Regions from separate parts of the Mus musculus genome. Here regions 2 and 3 are each linked to region 1. A link is a contact called in public Hi-C and HiChIP or PLAC-seq data. All regions are on one chromosome and are shown on one strand. The core of a region is the stretch at or near the end of the contact, and the rest is flanking DNA. Distances in the headings are between cores, read along the strand shown. Region 1 has its middle 10 kb from the start of Rps24. Region 2 has its middle 8.2 kb from the start of Gm41112. Region 3 overlaps Gm32645 (a long non-coding RNA gene).

Region 1 (2,968 bases), core at 321-2,820:
AGTCCCCTCCTTACCATTAACAAATTGAGAGACCTCAGCAAGTCACTGATACGCTCCACACTTCTGTGGAGGTACTAGATGAGCCAAAAGAGGCCCTCTGGCCGGGCATGGTGGTGCACGCCTTTAATCCCAGCCCTCGGGAGGCAGAGGCAGGCAGATTTCTGAGTTCGAGGCCAGCCTGGTCTACAGAGTGAGTTTCAGGACAGCCAGAGCTACAGAGAAACCCTGTCTCGAAAAACCAAAAAACAAAACAAAAACAAAAAACAACAACAACAACAAAAGAGGCCCTCTGCTTCTCTGGGAAATCAGGTAGTTATCTGGCTTAACCTGTACCCTCTACTGTGGAGAGTTATGACTCAGTGGTCTTGCTGGTGGGGTGGGCAGTTTCTAACCAAATGCTGTGTATCATCAGACACGGTGGGAGTCAGCAGAAGGCTGGAATCTCCCTTGGTATTGGATACTTCTATAGGCTCATATTGGCCAATGCCAGAGGCTCAATGCCTAACTCGGCATTCAACTTCTTCAGTGCGCAGCCACTATAGACATAAGATACCAGTCCTTTGTATTAAGGAGGGAAATGCTGAAGTCACTGTGAGACAATGTATTTTCTGAAGAAACACGTGCAGCCAAGAGGAGACCATGATGTAAATCTTTCCTTCTTCCAAACACACAGAATAGAAATCTATATAGAGGCAAATCCTGGGTGTCTAAGGACCTGAAAAAAAAAAATCCAATTTGGTAGGTTCCACCTTACTGCCTTGCAAGTCCCTGGAAAGGCTTACTGAAACGTACACCAGAGATGGATGTCATGTCACAGCCCCTGCAGTGTCCTTGCACCACATGCCTTTCAGAGTCTGAGCTGGGCTCTTCCCCGGCCCCCTGGGGCAGGACTTGTATGTTGTTATCTGCATGTGTGTATTTACACTTATTTTTAAAAGCAGAGGATCTATAAGCCTGACGCTTCTTCTGTAGGAGGGGAGGATAGACCAGGAGACAGAAAGGGGGGTTGTCGGCTTCCTCCTTTCTTCCCTAGGGCAGGATTTTTAGACATGGAGAGAAAGAGGGGCTGAGAGCCACCTAATGAAAGCTACTCCCTTCAATCTCCTGGGAAACTGGGGCCCAGAGGTGAAGGAAAACTGCCCCAAACCACAAAATGAAGACTCGAAATTGGCTCCTGTTCCCATCTAAACAAGACAACACTATGACACGGAAGCACGTTGAACGCTGAGCCATAATCGGCTACTGGGGTTCTAGTGCTCTGCCCTCCAAAGGAACTGTAAGCTGCCTGGCTGGGCAGCTACAAAAGGGGAATGTTGTTTGCAGAGGATCTTCAGAGACCTTGCCCCACGGATGGGTAGGCATCGCCATGCACATGTGAACAGCAGCAAGCCCTCCAGGTTCAGTTTCACCACGAGGGCTGAATCCTGTAAACAAGATTACCACCCCGGCAGACCTTCCCGGAAGAAGAAAGGCTGACCCCTCAGCTAATCTGGCAGCAGGCTTTCTTCAGGCTTCCCGAGAGCAGCAGCAGCAGCCGCCGGGACAACAAAGCCGGCGATTCCAAGCCTGAATCCACAGTGCCCCCTCGTGGAAGACAGCCGCAGGGACCACTTTTATTCCACCAAGGAAGGTTCAGTATTATGGCTATCAAAAGCATCCATTGCTGGCCCCCACAGTTGTCTCCTCCCCCAATACCCTTAACTTTACTCCGCGCCAAATGTACCTGCCAGGCTTGCTAAAACCCAGGTAACTGGGCTCCACTCTCACTTTCCAGTAGTTGACTGAGTACGGTCCGGAAATTTGCAGATCTAATAAGTTAGCAATTGGTGCTGTGGCTAGAGTGAATACCCATGACCTTCCTTAGCTACTCTGGCTCATTAGGCTGACTATTTAGCTCCCTGTAAACCTCAACATCTTCATCTGCAAAATGGGCTTATTTGTGCCTCCCTCCTAGACTCAGATCCCAGTATAATCTCAATAAATCTGTTCATGTGTTTATCACATGTATATATTTACACGTGCATGCACATATGGAGGCCAGAAGTAGACCTCAGATCTCCTCTCATCATTTAGGCTTAGGCTGGAAAGCGTCCCAGAAATCTGCCTGTGGCTTTCCTGGCACTAGGGTTACGGGTATCCGCTTCAGCCCAGCTCTTCTGTAGGCGATAGGGATTTAAACTCAAGTCCTCACAAGTGCAAGAACTTTATCCACTAAGCATCTCCCTAGTTTTGTGCCCGGAATGTTTATTAGCAGTAGTTGTAGTATTATCATTCATCCACAAGCTTCTCTTGGACAAGACCTGTCACATCGAGAGACATCGGCAGAAAAGACCTTTGTGAACTTTGAGTCCAAGCCTCAAAGCTGTTAAATTTTCAGATGAATGAATGCTCCCACTCCGAGCTACAAAGTGAACACAGGTGAACAGCTGAGTATTTTTAACAAAGCCTCACTACTCAACCCTGCTCTTGTACCTGCTATAGAGGGAGGGGTGGGAGCCCTCTGTTCCCCAACAGCTCCTGCTGCTGGACGCTGAGGAGCAGGAACCGGGCCGGGCCGTTTCCCAGTACACTGCTCAAATACCCGCTCATCAGCCCTCTCCAGCTGTAATCTTCCCATCGTGCCTGATGAGCAGTCAAACGGCTCAAGTATTCTGTGTGGAAAAACTCAGCGTGTGACAAGGACACTCCACTTACTGTTCAATCTCTAATTCTCCACATTTCTTTTACTCAACCAAAATAATGAATGAGAAAAGTCCTCAGCCTGGCACACGGGGTCTTCCTGGGGTTGTTCCCTGCTGACCTTTGGGGGGGGGGGGGGGCGGCTTGCTCCATCAGGTCTTATCCTCCCACTCCCAGCCTGAAGACTATGGGAGACAGGGCCTCAGGTCTGGCATAGGAGGAAAGTCTGGAGAACGGAGGAACAGCTGTGTAGTGCTTTGGGACTCAAGAATTTGTGCTGTCCACATTG
Region 2 (2,700 bases), core at 71-2,570, 540 kb before region 1:
TCAGAGCATGGAGGGTGTTCAATACACATTGAAGTCTTGGTTATCACCGCTTAGATTCTATTTTAAGTAGCCTCCTCCAAAATGGACCCCAGTTCTCCTTCCCCCCCTAGTATTCAGCCACTGTACAATGCTCTCCCTTGAGCGTATGCTGGACCCAGCAACTTGTTTCTAACAAACCAAATACAGAACTATATAGGAGTACCATACTAAAGATCATGTTATTAAAAAGTGTATATGGTCCATCTTAGGCACACTCATTGCTCATGATGAAAGAAACCTTCTACAGCGAGGTCTGTGCAGCCACAGAGAAGGACTTTCAGGGCAACAGTTAGAGAGGAACTGAGCCCTTTGTCCAACAAGCTCCTCAATAGGCCCTTGCAAAAACCTCCATGCATGGGAGAGGAGAGGGGAGGACCTGCCTCAGTCAGGCCATCAGATGCACCACAGCCTCGTTCCTGACTTTGTGCATCCAGAGATCCCATGAGACGATGCACACTTGTTGTTCTGATCTCTGTGCTTGGAGTCATTTGTTACGCAGCTCATTTCTTTCCTCATGATGTACAAAGACTAAATGGGTACTTGGTGAGCTAAGAGGTTATTGCACATGTGAGATGGTCTCAGCCTGACCTTCATGGGTGTCCTTGCTAGAAGGATGACAAGGACATTAGTGGTCTCACTTTTTTAAGGTTCTGGCTACTCAGCCCTTCCCAGATAGAGAAAGCAGAGGCAAGTGCCTTTGTCTGCGTTGTCAATTGCTCTGTTCCCAGACCATCCCCTAGTGTCTGCATGAGGGATGTACTCAGATGGAGAAAGTGGTGAAGGCTGACCTGGAGGGACCAGAGGCAACTGGCAAGAACCTGCTATGTAGATCAGAAAGCTGTCCCACTGGAGTTGGGCAGGTGGCATGCTCAGCTCCTGGGCCACTCCAGCTTCCTGGCTCTGGCTCTCACTCCGGCTTCAGGGAATGAAAGAGGCAGGGTCTGTGACTTCTCTGAGTTCCCAGATTCTGGTCAAATTTCAGGAAACTTCAGAAGAATAGGGTCTGAGGTCTGCTTCAAACACAGCAGGAAAGAGAACTTACAGACTGTTGTTGTTTTTTTCTTTTTTAAGTTTGTATTTTGGTTTTATTTTTGTAACACTGAAGAAGCCCTGAAGTTGCACGATCCTCTACTTTAAAAGGAGTTGTGGGAAGGTGGGGGAGCAGGGTGAGGAATCTTACAAAGCTGAAACCTTCTGGTGCTTGTTAAAAACAACAGAACAGCCATCTCCCCTCCCCTCAGGGCTGGCTGGCTTGACCCTCCGCTCTCCAGAATCTCTGGTTTTATTTTATAATCTGACTCGGCTGCAAACTCTGCAGCTATGCAGCTGACTTTTTACAGCCACGGCTGGGGAATGACTTCATCTTGGTGAATTTATGGGTCACGGCAGAGGATGGAGCAGAGGAACCTGGAGGGGGGGGGGAGTTTGCAGCCTATCCTGCCCCACCTTGGGTGATGATTTTCCCAGTCATGGCCTTGCAGAGCCAGCTCTTGCCCTGCTGTGGTGTTACGAGTTGGGGTGTCGCGCCAGAATCCCCTGACGATGTCTGACATGGTTGTGAACTCTCAGTAGAGCACAGGAGCTGGAAAGTGAGCCTTAGGGGTGGCCCAGCACATTCCAAAACCAAGAAAAGAGTCCAGGGCACCTGAGAGGCGTTTCTACTCTCAGGCATGGGGTTGGTTGGGCTTGGGGACATATGTTGCTCCAGAGACAGTGTGTTGGCAATGTTTGCCCCTAGGCTGACAGGGACTGGACTGGCACCAATCTCTCAGCTGCCATCTTTCCCCCTCCTGCCTTCTTAAAACACGGCTCCCGGAGCAAGTGCTGCCCTTCCTGCCTCTAGCTTCTCCCCAGATGTTTCCTGAGTTCTATCGCTCCTTGGCTAGCACAGCAACTCCCAGAAGTCTTGACAACCTGCCACTCAGGGTCATGGAGTCTGCTTTGATGATGGCCTGAAGATAGGTGGTCTAGGTATATATGCTAACCTTGAGAACTACCACGCCTAGAATCTGTTCACCTTCCTGCTACTCTCTGTCTGCCCTCTGCCCCAAATACATGACACAGAGTTAACACTTAGAGACACTTTGAACCAGGAGATATTTCTGAAATTCATGGGATAAACTACCCTCGGCCACAGTACCCCACTCCATGCTCGTGTGCATACATGTGTGTGTGTGTGTGTGTGTGTGTGTGTGTGTGTGTGAGAGAGAGAGAGAGAGAGAGAGAGAGAGAGAGAGAGAGAGAGAGAGAGAGAGGTGTGTGATGTCTGTATATATGTATATTGTAGCCTGAGAGCCTTGACTCTTCCTGAGCTGGACTGTGGACAGTTGAGGCTCAGAATCAAGCCGAAAGCTTCACCATCCCTGAGCCCTGCGATTTGGGGACACCACCGCATGCCCTGAGATATAGCTATTTCCATCTGATGGCACATGAAATAACCTTTCTGTCATCCCACGAGTGGATGACAAAGGCAGGTGGGGTTGACTGGGAAGACTCTGAAGCTGGGGATGACCCCGATTCTTTCCCACAACTCACTGTGAGACAAGTCTTGGGACAAGCAGTAGGGGGCAAGCCACAGTCCTCACCCTCCATGTTCTTGCAGACAAGGAGGCAAGGCAGCCAGGAAGACTCCAACTCCCTGGCTTGGTGGAGGTTTCACTA
Region 3 (2,700 bases), core at 191-2,690, 920 kb before region 1:
TTTGTGTTGTGAGGTGTGTATAGTATGTGGATGTTTGTAGCCAGGTTGTCTGTGGACTGATATATGTGGAGTGTGTATCAGGTCGGGGGGATGGGGGGTAATGGGCACATTACCTGTAAGTGGGAGCATGAGTGGTCTGTGTATCTAGTTCAGGGTGTGTGGGTCTGTTAAATACAGGCGAGAGGTATGTCTATATATGTGTGTATATATGTGTGAGTGGAGGAGACATCATCTGAAAGAGAGGGTCTATGTATTGTGTACATGCTGAGAGCAGGTTGTCTATGGGTAGGAGTATGATAACATATAACACATGTATATACATATACATTGTGGCATGTGTGTGTGCTGTGGGCATGTTATCTGTAAGTGGGTTGTTCTGGGTGGGTTGTGTGTATATATGTATGGGGTATGTATTGTGTAGGGTGTGTATGTTGTGTATGTTGTATATGTTGTGGGCAGGTTATGGTCCAGTTGCCTGTGTGTGGCTGTGAATGTATTGTGGGCAGGTTGTTATCTGTGTGTGTGTACGTGTTATGTGTATTATGTGGGATGTCTATGTTGTGGGCAGGTTGTCTGTGTGTGGGTGGGTGTGATGTGCATATCTTGTGGGGTTTGTGTCTGGGGTGGGTAGGCTGTCTGTGGGGTGTGGGCTTTTTTTGTGGCTATGAGTATGAGATCAGCCTTGAGCATGTGGGCGCATGGGGAGGTAGGAGCAGGCAGGCGGGCAGGCAGGCAGGCAGGCTGACGGCCAGGGCCTCCCCCGCCCTGTGCACAGTGGCTGGGTTGACAGCCGGGCGGAGAAGAAAACTAGACGTCAGGGAAATCAGTCAGAGACAAATCGATTCCCTTTAGAGGTGAGAAAAAGCAGATGCTGCGGCTGCTGGTGGCCTGTTAGGCTCCAAGCCACATCCATCTCAGCCCGCCCCTCTTCTGCTGCCTGCCAACGCCCCGCCTTTGTTAGGGGCCTCGCTGTGGGCCTGCTGCCTCACTGTCTTGCCAGCTTTTCTATGGCAGGGCACTCCCCTGCATGGAGTGCCATACTGGTGCAGGGTGTTCATAAACCTGCACACGAGGGTGCATGTACCAGCATGGCACTGGAGAGGCAGGAACCTGGTCATGGCTCTCATCCCAGGGCACCGAAGTCACAGGCAAATGACCAGTAGCTTGCTTATGGACATCCAGGGAGCACAACAAGGCTGGACCTTAGAGATGTGTCCCATGGGCAGTACAGCCAAGATGACTCCCACATGCATGCAGGTCTCAGCAGTAGGAATCCAACCTGAGACCAGGGAAGAGCATCAGGCTCCGAACCCTGCTGCCTGCCAAGTGGCCCTGAGTGTCCAGACTCACATGGGAGCCCAGGCTTTACTTGGTCCTTGGAGTGTCATGTGCCCCTGGACTGCAAGCTAGGCTCAGCTGTCTGGATAGTGGCCAGCACAGTCAGGCCTGACTCCTGGGCTGGGTCTTGCTGATTCTTCAGCTGTCAGTTTGCCTAGATCCCAGGCCTCCTCTGCACCCCCTTTCCCATTAGATTTCAATAGCCAAGACAGATCAGGAAACCAGGGCCAGGCCTGTGCCTGCCTAGGGACAGGGACTCACTTACATGTGGAGCTGAGTTCTTCTGTCTAGTCTCTGGATTGACAACTCGGGCCTGCCTTCAGAAAATGTGGATACTGGTTGGGCACTGGTACACAGTGCCTCCTCTGTGACTGAGGAGCAGAGAAACATGTTGGAAGGCCTCTACAACCCTAGACCTTCCTCCTCCCCTCCTCCCCTCCTCCCCTCTCTCTCCTCCCCTCCTTCCCTCCTCTCCTCCTCCTCCTCCTCCTCCTCCTCCTTGAGGCTGGATGTTTTAATTGAAGCTGACCTCCGCAGGAGGATTCTGCTTCTACTTACTCTTCCGGCTTCCCTAAGAACTGTCCCTGAACTCTGAGACTTCATGTTCTTGCCCAGGGACCAATGGCTCTACAAGCACTGTGGTTCTCCCTTTCTTCTCTTAGACAGACAGCAGGCTTTGTCTGGTACAGATGTCCTATAGTTTACCACGAGACATCTGAGGGCACGTTACCCAGCTGAGCAGCTGGTAGAGGCAGCCATTGCTGGGGTTTGGTTTCAGCAGTGCCTGATGCTGGCCTTCGAGATTAATCTCAACTCCAGACTCCCAGGCACATTCCGACACATCTCTACTTGCCCGAGCTGGTCGCATTCTAAAATTTGGAATTTGCACCCATCAGACCTGAGCTCCTAGCTCTGGCTGTGTGTCTGCAGACAGACACTACACCTCTCTATGCCTTGTGTTCTCTTATGTTGGGGGAAAAAGAGCCTTGCTCACCCCAGAGGAAGTCAGAGAAAGTCACAGGCACAAGAGCTGCTGGGAGAAACAGCTGTGTTTCGGCTACTGGTAGTCAGGGACTTGCTCATGGGAGTCTTTCCAGGGCCCACCCATGGTCATGATCTTCATTGTCCAGACAGATGGGAGAGGCCAAGAATCAGTCTACAAACACTGATTGAACCAGTTTGGGGCCAAGCCTTGCTATGGGCAGATAGCACTTGGCATAGTGCCTAGCCTATGGGATGTATTCAAAGATATGGCTGCTGAAAGAATAGGTGGATGTGGGCATGGATGTTGTTAGATGTCCCTTGCTCCCAGAGAGGTTACAGTCTCACTGGGTCCTGCTGGGGTATCAGACACAGGGTGGG

The links. A called contact is a pair of places that touch in the nucleus more often than the background predicts. HiChIP or PLAC-seq counts read pairs in DNA pulled down with a chosen protein or histone mark.
Region 2: a Hi-C map of uterus shows a contact between it and region 1, with 5 times the contacts expected there. The contact joins two enhancer-like sites. A contact is called at or near these places in 6 of 39 promoter capture datasets (the 3T3-L1 cell line, 3T3-L1-derived adipocytes, frontonasal cranial neural crest and 2 more), 3 of 484 Hi-C or Micro-C datasets (nephron progenitors and uterus), 6 of 115 datasets of contacts at active chromatin or transcription factors (bone marrow-derived macrophages, craniofacial prominence, embryonic basal ganglia and 3 more) and 1 of 9 other capture datasets (embryonic stem cells).
Region 3: an H3K4me3 HiChIP or PLAC-seq map of embryonic forebrain shows a contact between it and region 1, with 6 times the contacts expected there. The contact joins two enhancer-like sites. A contact is called at or near these places in 3 of 39 promoter capture datasets (3T3-L1-derived adipocytes, cranial neural crest and second pharyngeal arch cranial neural crest) and 16 of 115 datasets of contacts at active chromatin or transcription factors (bone marrow-derived macrophages, cardiomyocytes, craniofacial prominence and 12 more).

What each region holds. Positions count from the first base shown.
Region 1 is chr14:24,499,308-24,502,275 of GRCm38.p6, reverse strand. No RefSeq gene overlaps it. Among named protein-coding and RNA genes, the nearest start is that of Rps24, 10 kb to the right of the region's middle. Within about 2 kb of position 1,570, at least 89 of the 459 cell types and tissues checked have an H3K27ac peak or open chromatin away from gene starts, as enhancers often do. A contact at or near this core is called in embryonic forebrain, forebrain and uterus, where this site is marked.
Region 2 is chr14:25,041,126-25,043,825 of GRCm38.p6, reverse strand. No RefSeq gene overlaps it. Among named protein-coding and RNA genes, the nearest start is that of Gm41112, 8.2 kb to the left of the region's middle. Within about 2 kb of position 1,320, at least 27 of the 459 cell types and tissues checked have an H3K27ac peak or open chromatin away from gene starts, as enhancers often do. A contact at or near this core is called in uterus, where this site is marked.
Region 3 is chr14:25,419,926-25,422,625 of GRCm38.p6, reverse strand. It overlaps Gm32645 (a long non-coding RNA gene), which reads right to left. Exons shown (of 7, transcript XR_003951092.1): 6 at 1,604-1,709. Among named protein-coding and RNA genes, the nearest start is that of Zmiz1os1, 14 kb to the right of the region's middle. Within about 2 kb of position 1,440, at least 98 of the 459 cell types and tissues checked have an H3K27ac peak or open chromatin away from gene starts, as enhancers often do. A contact at or near this core is called in embryonic forebrain and forebrain, where this site is marked.